Regions from separate parts of the Gossypium hirsutum genome. Here region 1 is linked to region 2. The links are chromatin contacts, called in public Hi-C maps. All regions are on one chromosome and are shown on one strand. The core of a region is the stretch at or near the end of the contact, and the rest is flanking DNA. Distances in the headings are between cores, read along the strand shown.

What was found. Hi-C and Micro-C count contacts between places; a contact is called where the count stands out from the background.
Region 1: a Hi-C map of leaf shows a contact between it and region 2, with 3 times the contacts expected there. The contact joins the promoter of LOC107952728 here to the promoter of LOC107952887 in region 2. A contact is called at or near these places in 2 of 34 Hi-C or Micro-C datasets (both in leaf).

Annotation. Positions count from the first base shown.
Region 1 is chrA07:41,297,953-41,302,053 of Gossypium_hirsutum_v2.1, reverse strand. It overlaps LOC107952728 (pre-mRNA-processing factor 39), which reads right to left and starts at 2,163. Exons shown (of 18, transcript XM_041118079.1): 1 at 1,905-2,163; 2 at 1,059-1,480; 3 at 556-665. The coding sequence starts at 1,440.
Region 2 is chrA07:40,623,382-40,627,643 of Gossypium_hirsutum_v2.1, reverse strand. LOC107952887 (piriformospora indica-insensitive protein 2) reads left to right here and starts at 2,869. Exons shown (of 1, transcript XM_016888086.2): 1 at 2,869-4,262. The coding sequence starts at 3,703.

The DNA.
Region 1 (4,101 bases), core at 914-3,413, 680 kb before region 2:
TACGCAAACTTAGATAGAAAATTAATGAGGATAAGTTCATAACCTAGGAATTCAAATCAACGCAAAAACCCCCTAGAAAAGACAAAATTAACTGAAAGATGGGCGGTGATCTTGCCTCACCCCACTAAAAAATGTTCAACAAAATTACATGCGACTTTTGTTAATTTTCACAAAATTATTAAGGTGAACCACCAGTCCCTCCCCAAATAATATTCATTTTAAGCATATGGAGCCTCTTTTCAACTACATAGTCTCCACTAAACTATACAAAAATAAAGAAGGAAAAAAAATTAGATATTAGCTAGGCAACATATCACTGATTTAAATAGCACATGTGATATGGCATCACGATTGCTATTCTGCAATTTTTGCTCTCTCTGCCACCAATAACATAATTAACCATGATAAGAATCCATTATGTCCGTGGCTTAAAACACATGCACAGATGCAATTTAAACCCATGAAACAGATAACTAGCTCACGAAATTTCCAACATGTAAAAGATAACAAGTCTGTGAAATTGTTCCCATGCAACAAATTTTCATGCTCACATACCTCTGCAACCTTCTCTGTTTCCTCTATCAATGCAGTCCAAGCATTAAAATCCAATGAATTGGCTCTCAAAATACTCCATAAACGTTCTTCTTCAGCAGAAATGGTTGGTGCTAGATGTCAAAAATAAAAATAAAGAAACAATTGAGTTTCACATTTTCTAAAACTTAAACACTATAATAACAATAATAAAAGGGGAAGGTAAAATGTTGAATAAGATGCTTTTAATCAAAACTAAGTGTAGACTGCAGATGTCGAAAGAACAATAAAGAACAATCAACCACATCACGTTGATCAGGAACAAAGCTTAATGGCAGAGTGCCAAGAGAAAAAGGCTGTTTCTATGCTAACGGAGTTTCAAGTCATTATGGCATACAGTAGGCTTGTTAACTTGAGATACAAATAGCAGAAAAATAAATCAAAATATTAAAATCATTACCAAGCCCACTTCTTAGTGCCTTTGTGCATAACTGATATACATGACAAAATGCCCAAGAAAAACATACCAGAACCATCCACAAACTCTGGTGCGGCAGAAGCACCACCTAAATTATCAAAAGCATTTCCATTCTCAACTGTGGTTGCATTTCCTGCTGCATTAACAACATTTCCATTTAGAGGATAATTACAACCAGCAGCTTTTGATGCATCTGCTGCCCTATTTCCAACTGCAACAGCAGTCTCATCTGTTGCTCCACCAGCTGGCTTACCGTCATACATTTCACTGCTTTGACCTTCTTGACCAGCAGAATTTGGATGACCACCAGAAGCAGTAGGATATCCAGTAGCCTGGGAGGAGTAAGCGCCAGAACCAGCAGAATTATAGGCTGCTGAAGTATAATCCATCATTGCTGATGAGTCGGCAACTACTGCTTCACTATCTCCCATTCGAGGTCGGGAAATTAAACCTGGAGTATGCACACTCAAACTAACAACCAAGAGAAGAATTTCAAGTCATTATTTTACAGGGAAACAATACCAACCAAAAATTAACAAAAACTTTTCTCCATAAAAGAATTAACTAAACGCCTGTTTTCACTTCTAACTTGCTAATTTTTTACTTACTCGTACATACAAACAAATATACAGGGAAAAAACGTAATTTTTTTTTTAAAGAATGGTGGTGAATAACTGAACGGCCAAATTAAATAATTTATAAGTAGAACTAATAAGCAGGAAAAATAAAGTTGTTTATCGCAGAGAAAACTTCAATACAAAGTAAAAGAGTGCAACCTAAAAACTCCAAACTTCAAAACAAATCCCTAGCCAATCTTGAAACGGTTTCCGCAAACCAAAACCCTAAGTTGGAGGAATTGACACAGGGAGAAAAAGGAAAAAGGCTGGGTACATACCGGAAGGAGCAGCAGCCGGCGTCGTTTTGCGAGGCCAGTTCTGGATTCAACACTTTAGAGTGATTTGAGTTGGTAAAATTAGATGAGGTTTTCTTAGAAAGTTCTTTAAGAGTTTTGCACTTTTCCTTTTTTTCTTTTTTTCTTTTTTCTTGGTGAGAGAGAGAGAAACGAAGCAAAGAGAACGAATAGGAGAGAGGAAAGGTAGGGTAAGTGGGCGTGGCGGTTTTTATTCTTTGGGTTACGTGGAGGTGGAGGTGAATCTGGGCCGTTTATTGTTTTTGGGTGATGGCCGTTGCCTTTTTCAGGAGGGCTTTGGTGGTGCCAGGTGGCGGAAATTTAGGAACCTACATAACTGGGCCTGCCTTCTTCATTTTATGAACCAGATTCATAAATTTAAGTATAAATTATATAAACAGTCACTCAAATTACAGTCACTCAACTTTGAGTTAATTAATAAAATAATTGTTCAAGTTTCATTTCAGTCATTCAATTTTAAAAAAATAACAAAACAGTATTTTTAACTATTTTTCGTTACAGACGTAACGAAAAAATGACATGGCATTTAAGGGTGGATTAGCTGTTATTTAATAGTTCCTTTTAACCCTAAACAGCCTTGGACAGTCGAAGAAGAAGAAGAGGAGAAGAAGAGAAAAAGAAGAATAAGAGAAAATGGAATGAGATGAGACTAGTGCTCAATTGGTTGAGTCTACTGCACCAAGGGTTCAAAGAAGTTTTGCTGATTTTAGAAGTTCTCATGCCGATTCATTATATGCTACAACGTTTGTTATGTATATATATTCCTATCAATAAATACCATTTTTCCTCCATTTTTTTTCTTCTTCCTGAACTCTTTCTTTTCTTTCTCTTTTCCCTTTAGGTGAAAATCTAGGGGATTCCGCTATTGTTTTCTTTTCCTTACATATGATTACATAAGATAACATAATCTAGAAAAGACTTAATTGTTTTCCTATTATCACTAGTTTAGTAAAATATTAATTACTATTAGTAATAATAAATAATAAATAATATTAACTAGTATGTAATATTGCATGTTTATAAAGTTTGCATCAGTCAGCTTATACAACTCAAGTTGCAACGAGCTAGCATTACCACCTTCATTTAGAATTTAAGCAACTCAACCTCTCAATCCATATTGATCTTAGAAGAAATAATATTTTACTTTCAAAAGTAGACGTCTCATTTGATTAGCTTTCTTTTTAAAAACAGTTGTTGAGGAAACTACAAGCATTGTTGCACTAGCAGCAGAAACAGCAATAATAGCCACCTATGACTAAACCGGCGAGAGAAGAAGAAGATATAGGGGGGTTAGGCAAAGGCCATCGGGGAAATGGGCAGCCGAAATACGTGATCCTCACAAAGCAGCAAGAGTTTGGTAGGCACCTTTGATACTGCGGAAGCCGCCGCAAAAGCCTATGATGAAGCTGCTTTGAAATTCAGGGGAAGCAGGGCCAAGTTAAATTTTCCTAAACTTGTAAGGCTTGTTCTTCAACTATGCAGAACTTTCCCACTACCCAAACATCAATTTCTAGTTCTTTAACAACCCAGTTTTGGCCACCTTATTCAACGCCATTGCCATAGCTTTACTATTCCCAACATCTTCACAGCCCTATAGCTGATATGCTGAGAGATTACTGGCAGTACTCTTAGTTGCTATAGAGTTCTACTGATTTCCATGGACAAGAAGCTACCAGCTTGATGGAACAGATGATGTAATCGTCTCAGTTACCTAACTTTCAACACCCATTCCTATCTTCTTCTTTGTCACCTTTTCCTTCTTCATTTGTAGCTCCTTCTTCTGCCGCTTCATCATCTTCTTCTTTATCTGCTTCTTTTCCTCTAGTTCTTGGTGAGCATCAACAATTGGACATTTTTAGGCAGTCATTAATCAAAGTCGGGCAAGTGGGTGAGATTTTCCAGTGCCTTCGTGGTCTCATCTAGTCATTATCCTTCATCCATTGGTTCATAGTAATCCCATGGTTTTTCAGGGATGCGGGTGGCTTGGGGTTGTTCAACAACTGTTGTTGTGGCTCTTGATTTGTAGCCATTGTTATGTTGTGGGAGAAAGAAGATGAAGAGAAAGGAGAGAAGAAGAAGAAAAAAATAAAAGAAGCATAAAGAGAAAAAGGTTGAGGGAGAAGAAGATGAAGAGAAAAATGAGAAGAAAAAGAAGAAATAT
Region 2 (4,262 bases), core at 1,620-4,119:
CAGTTGGTTAAGCTTGTTTGCACCTTCTGGATGATTAACCGCATATCCGAATCTGTTATATTACTTACCGGGAAAATTTTCACCGGTTATATGATTTGTAATTCATATTGTAAATGGTTATATGATTTTCTAATTGGTTAATATGAGTTGATATTGAATGATCTAGTATAATTGAATTGATTATTTATTATGATTATTGATATAAAGACTCACCTATTGAATAGTTGTGATTGATAGGATTATAGTTTATTAATTGTTACTGTGTGATTTATATGTTTTTTAACAGTAAGTTTATCGTTTTAACCGTTGAACTTACTAAGCTCTATTAAATCTTACTCGTGTATTTTCTTCTATTTCTTTGTAGATTATATTTTGTGGAATCGAGTGGTCGGATCAACTCAAAGAATCACTCTATCCGGATATCTTTTGGTAGTTTTTTTATATGTTTATCTTTAGGTTATATGGCATGTAATAGGTTTGGTTTGTATATGTTTTGAATATTTACTACATGTGTTACATATGAGATTGATGCAAAGATGTTTAAGCTTCGTATTAGCTTGCTTGTGTATGTGCATTTAATCTTGGTGTGAATATATTCATATAAAGTTGTTTTGGTCATCTGATATAAACCTTATGTAAGTGTTTGAATCATGATATGAATGAATGTGAATGAATAAGAAGAAATGGTAAGTTTGGCATGAGTTTTATATATGAACTTATGAACTTGAATGCAAATTAGTTTGGTGTGACACGTGAATTGAGGTTGATAATTGAATTGTAGTGTCAATGAGGACATATTGGTTAAACACTTAAGTTGAATGTTTTGGCATTTTTTTAGGTTTGTTTAAATGTGTTTTTAAAGTATGGAAATGGTTGGTTTTGATATGGCTTGGTGCCTAAGTTTTGGATGAAAGTTTGTCTTGTTTTGGAAGCTTTTTAAGGTGCACATGACCTGGGACACGGGCTGTCACACAGTTACAGTTAGTTACACAGCCTGAGCACACAGGCATATGGGGTAGCCGCACAACCATGTCCCTGAGCCATACGATCTAGGCTCTGTCATACGGCCGTGTGACCCCCTATTTCCAAAATTTTCAAAAATTTTCATGTTTTTCTGTTTTGATTCAAATTAGTCTTTGATTGTTCCCAAACTATTTTTAGGGCCCCATAAGCTCATTTTAAGGTTGTTCCCAAACTATTTTTAGGGCCCCATAAGCTCATTTTAAGGCCCGTAAATGTTATTTTTCTATGAATGAAATGTATATTTGAATGTTGTTATTTAAATTAATAAATCAATAGTTTAGTGAAGTAAATTGTTTTGATATGTGACGTCAAACTCTGTAACCCTAATTCGGCGTGGAGATGGATTAGGTGTGTTACATTAAATCTTAAATAGAAGGATAAAATGTATTTGAATGTACTTGAACTTATGTCCTCCTGTATTGACAACAATATTAATACCAACTAAATTAATGTTTTCATAAGGTAATGTTTGAAAGTGATAATAGCCTAGTAGTAAGGATGATTAACGACAAAGAGATGATGCTAGTAGCTTAGCTCTCGTTGTAAATATGAAGGGAGACAATGGGAAATCAAGTTTAATCATGTTTATAGGGAAGCTAATCCCACACCGGGCTACATGGCTACTTCAGCTGCAAATGATGATCTGGGGTTGTACAAGGCAGTAGGATGATTTTTTTTCCACAACGTTATTCAAATTTAAATTATTTTTAGAAAAGAAGTTCATTACATTAGGAAAAATATGGGGATTAATTTTAATAAATAAGAAATAATTGAGTGTGAGAGTCAAATGAATCGAAAGATTCATGTTTAGTTTGGGAAGGAATCATAGAATTTTTTTAAATAAAAAATGAATGGAAAGACAATCTACTTTTATTAAGTGATTTATTGGATAATAAAAATGAGAGGATCTTGAATACTATTCGAAATTTAGAAGAACTATGCAAGAGGCTATTGAACGGTTGAAAAAGGCTTGACCTGCTTACGAAAAGTAGAAATGGAGGCGGATCAGTTTCGAGTGAATGTATATTCTGAGATAGAATGGGAAAATTTGAATTTGATTAATTCAACTTAAAAGATTTTGGAACAATTAGAAATTAAAAAAATAAAACTAATTATTTTGAACAACAAAGAGCAATTAATCAAGTCCTACAACGGGTTTTTCAACAAGCTTTACAAAGAGCTCTATGAACTCTGAATAGTTTTTTAAACGAGTTACATTTATGCACCTTTGGTACTAATATTGACTTATTTGAGTGATGAAAAAAACAACTGATAAACTTTTTTTTTTTACTTTTTACTTTCTTGAAGCAGAATTCTTATTTATTTGCTGGAAATAATACATAATCGCAATTGTATTCTTTTGAGTTTTTATTTAGTTATAAATATATATATATAGTAAGGCTTAAGCCTCTTTTCTGTACCCAAAAGAAATTATTAAAGAAATGGGATTGAATTTTAATTTTTAGTGAAAATATAATATATTTTTATTTTCTTTTCCGCCATAATAAAAAGATTAAATTAAAACTAACCAAAATTTGAGTAAAAATACAAACCATAAAACATCTAAATCTAAAGAACAATTTCCTAAAGAAGAAATAAAAATGTAAAATTTACACCTCAATACAAAGCAAAAAGAAGAGTAAAAACAAAACAACAAGGGAAATAAAAAATAAAAGGTAGCAACAACTATGAATATTCGTGACAAACACTGAAATGCTACTTCAAATAATTCTCGTCTTCCTGCTCAATTCAATTTTATCAGATTTTTTCTTCTCTAAATGCTCTCAGATGGGATTGGAATTCGACTTAAAGTGGTAGATAAAATTGAATCAACAAAGAATCTGAAAGGCATAAAATTGAAAAGCACTTCTGTTCAAAGGCATTTCTACATTTTATATTCATTTATTTTACCTTTAAATAAATCTATTTCAACCATGTTTACTCCCAACTTTATTCAAATATTTGAGAGAAGAAGCCCATTTTCACTTACGGCCTCAAAACACCTTTGGTGAATATTTGGTCGTAATTTTGTTATTAAAAACAGCAGGTAAGAACTTAAAATAAAAAATTACTGTTGACTTACCTGGAAATTGGGGACTTCGCATGCACGGCCATTTCCGGAAAGGATCCCCTTCCGTACAAAAGACACGAGTCCTTGTCTTAAGCCACTGTAATATGGACACGTAGCACCATGCATGCCTCGTTCCCTTTCAGTTAAATGTCGCTTTCACGAAACATGTTTTGAGACAGTAAGTCGGCGGCTGCGGCGCTTCACTATTGGCTTCCCCCGGCTACCTTTGCTCCGCAGGTTTTTCTGTCGGCTATCCTTTTTCACCATTACCGGAGTTAAAACCAAAGCTCTCCAACCGATCGACGCTTTCATTAACGCCACTGCAGGGCTGGAATGGAACTCATATACCCAAAGAAAAAGATGCTCTTGTTTTGCATTTCGATCCAACACTTGAAAAGTTGCATTTACTACCATTAAGGATTTATCTTTTTGTTTACTTGAGCATAATTGGGGTTAAAATTTTACAAAAGGTAAAAAGAAGAAATTTTGAAGTTAGGTTGGTCAGAGATTCAGAGGGTCAGAGCTAGGTTGTTTTGGGTGTTGGCAGAGCCAGTCTACAGTCTACACACTACAGTCCAAGACCAAGGGGGCCAAGTCCTCCACAATATATGCAATGGCAAGTGCCAATAAACCAAAAAACAAAATCCCCTTCTTTTCGCTTCCATCCCAACCAACCTAACATCCCCCCCCCCCCAAACAACACTGCTTGGTTTTCTATCTCTTTTTTATCTTCCACTCCCAGTGAGAAAACCATGACTGTTGTTTCTATTTTCAAGCTGGCTCTTTTCTTCACGCTTACATCCACTCTAGTTACTATTTCATTGCAGCAGGAACAACCTCTCCTCCTCAACTCGGCTGAGCAGGACTCAGTTTACCAAGTTCTCTCCTCCATCAACTCAGCCACCAATTGGCGGACTCTCTTCCCTGACGACCTCTGCTCTTACCCTCCTCACGGTGTTGTTTGTGATTATTTCACCGACCCAACAACGAAGAACGTTACGGTCCATGTCACGGAACTGAGTTTCGGGTACGTTTCCGATTTTACACCAAACCCATCTTGCTCTCCAAACTCCACTTTCAGCCCTCTCCTCTTCACTTCCTTCAAACATCTACGCAAACTTTTCTTCTACCAATGCTTCACCCAAACCCAAGCTTTTGTCCCCGATAT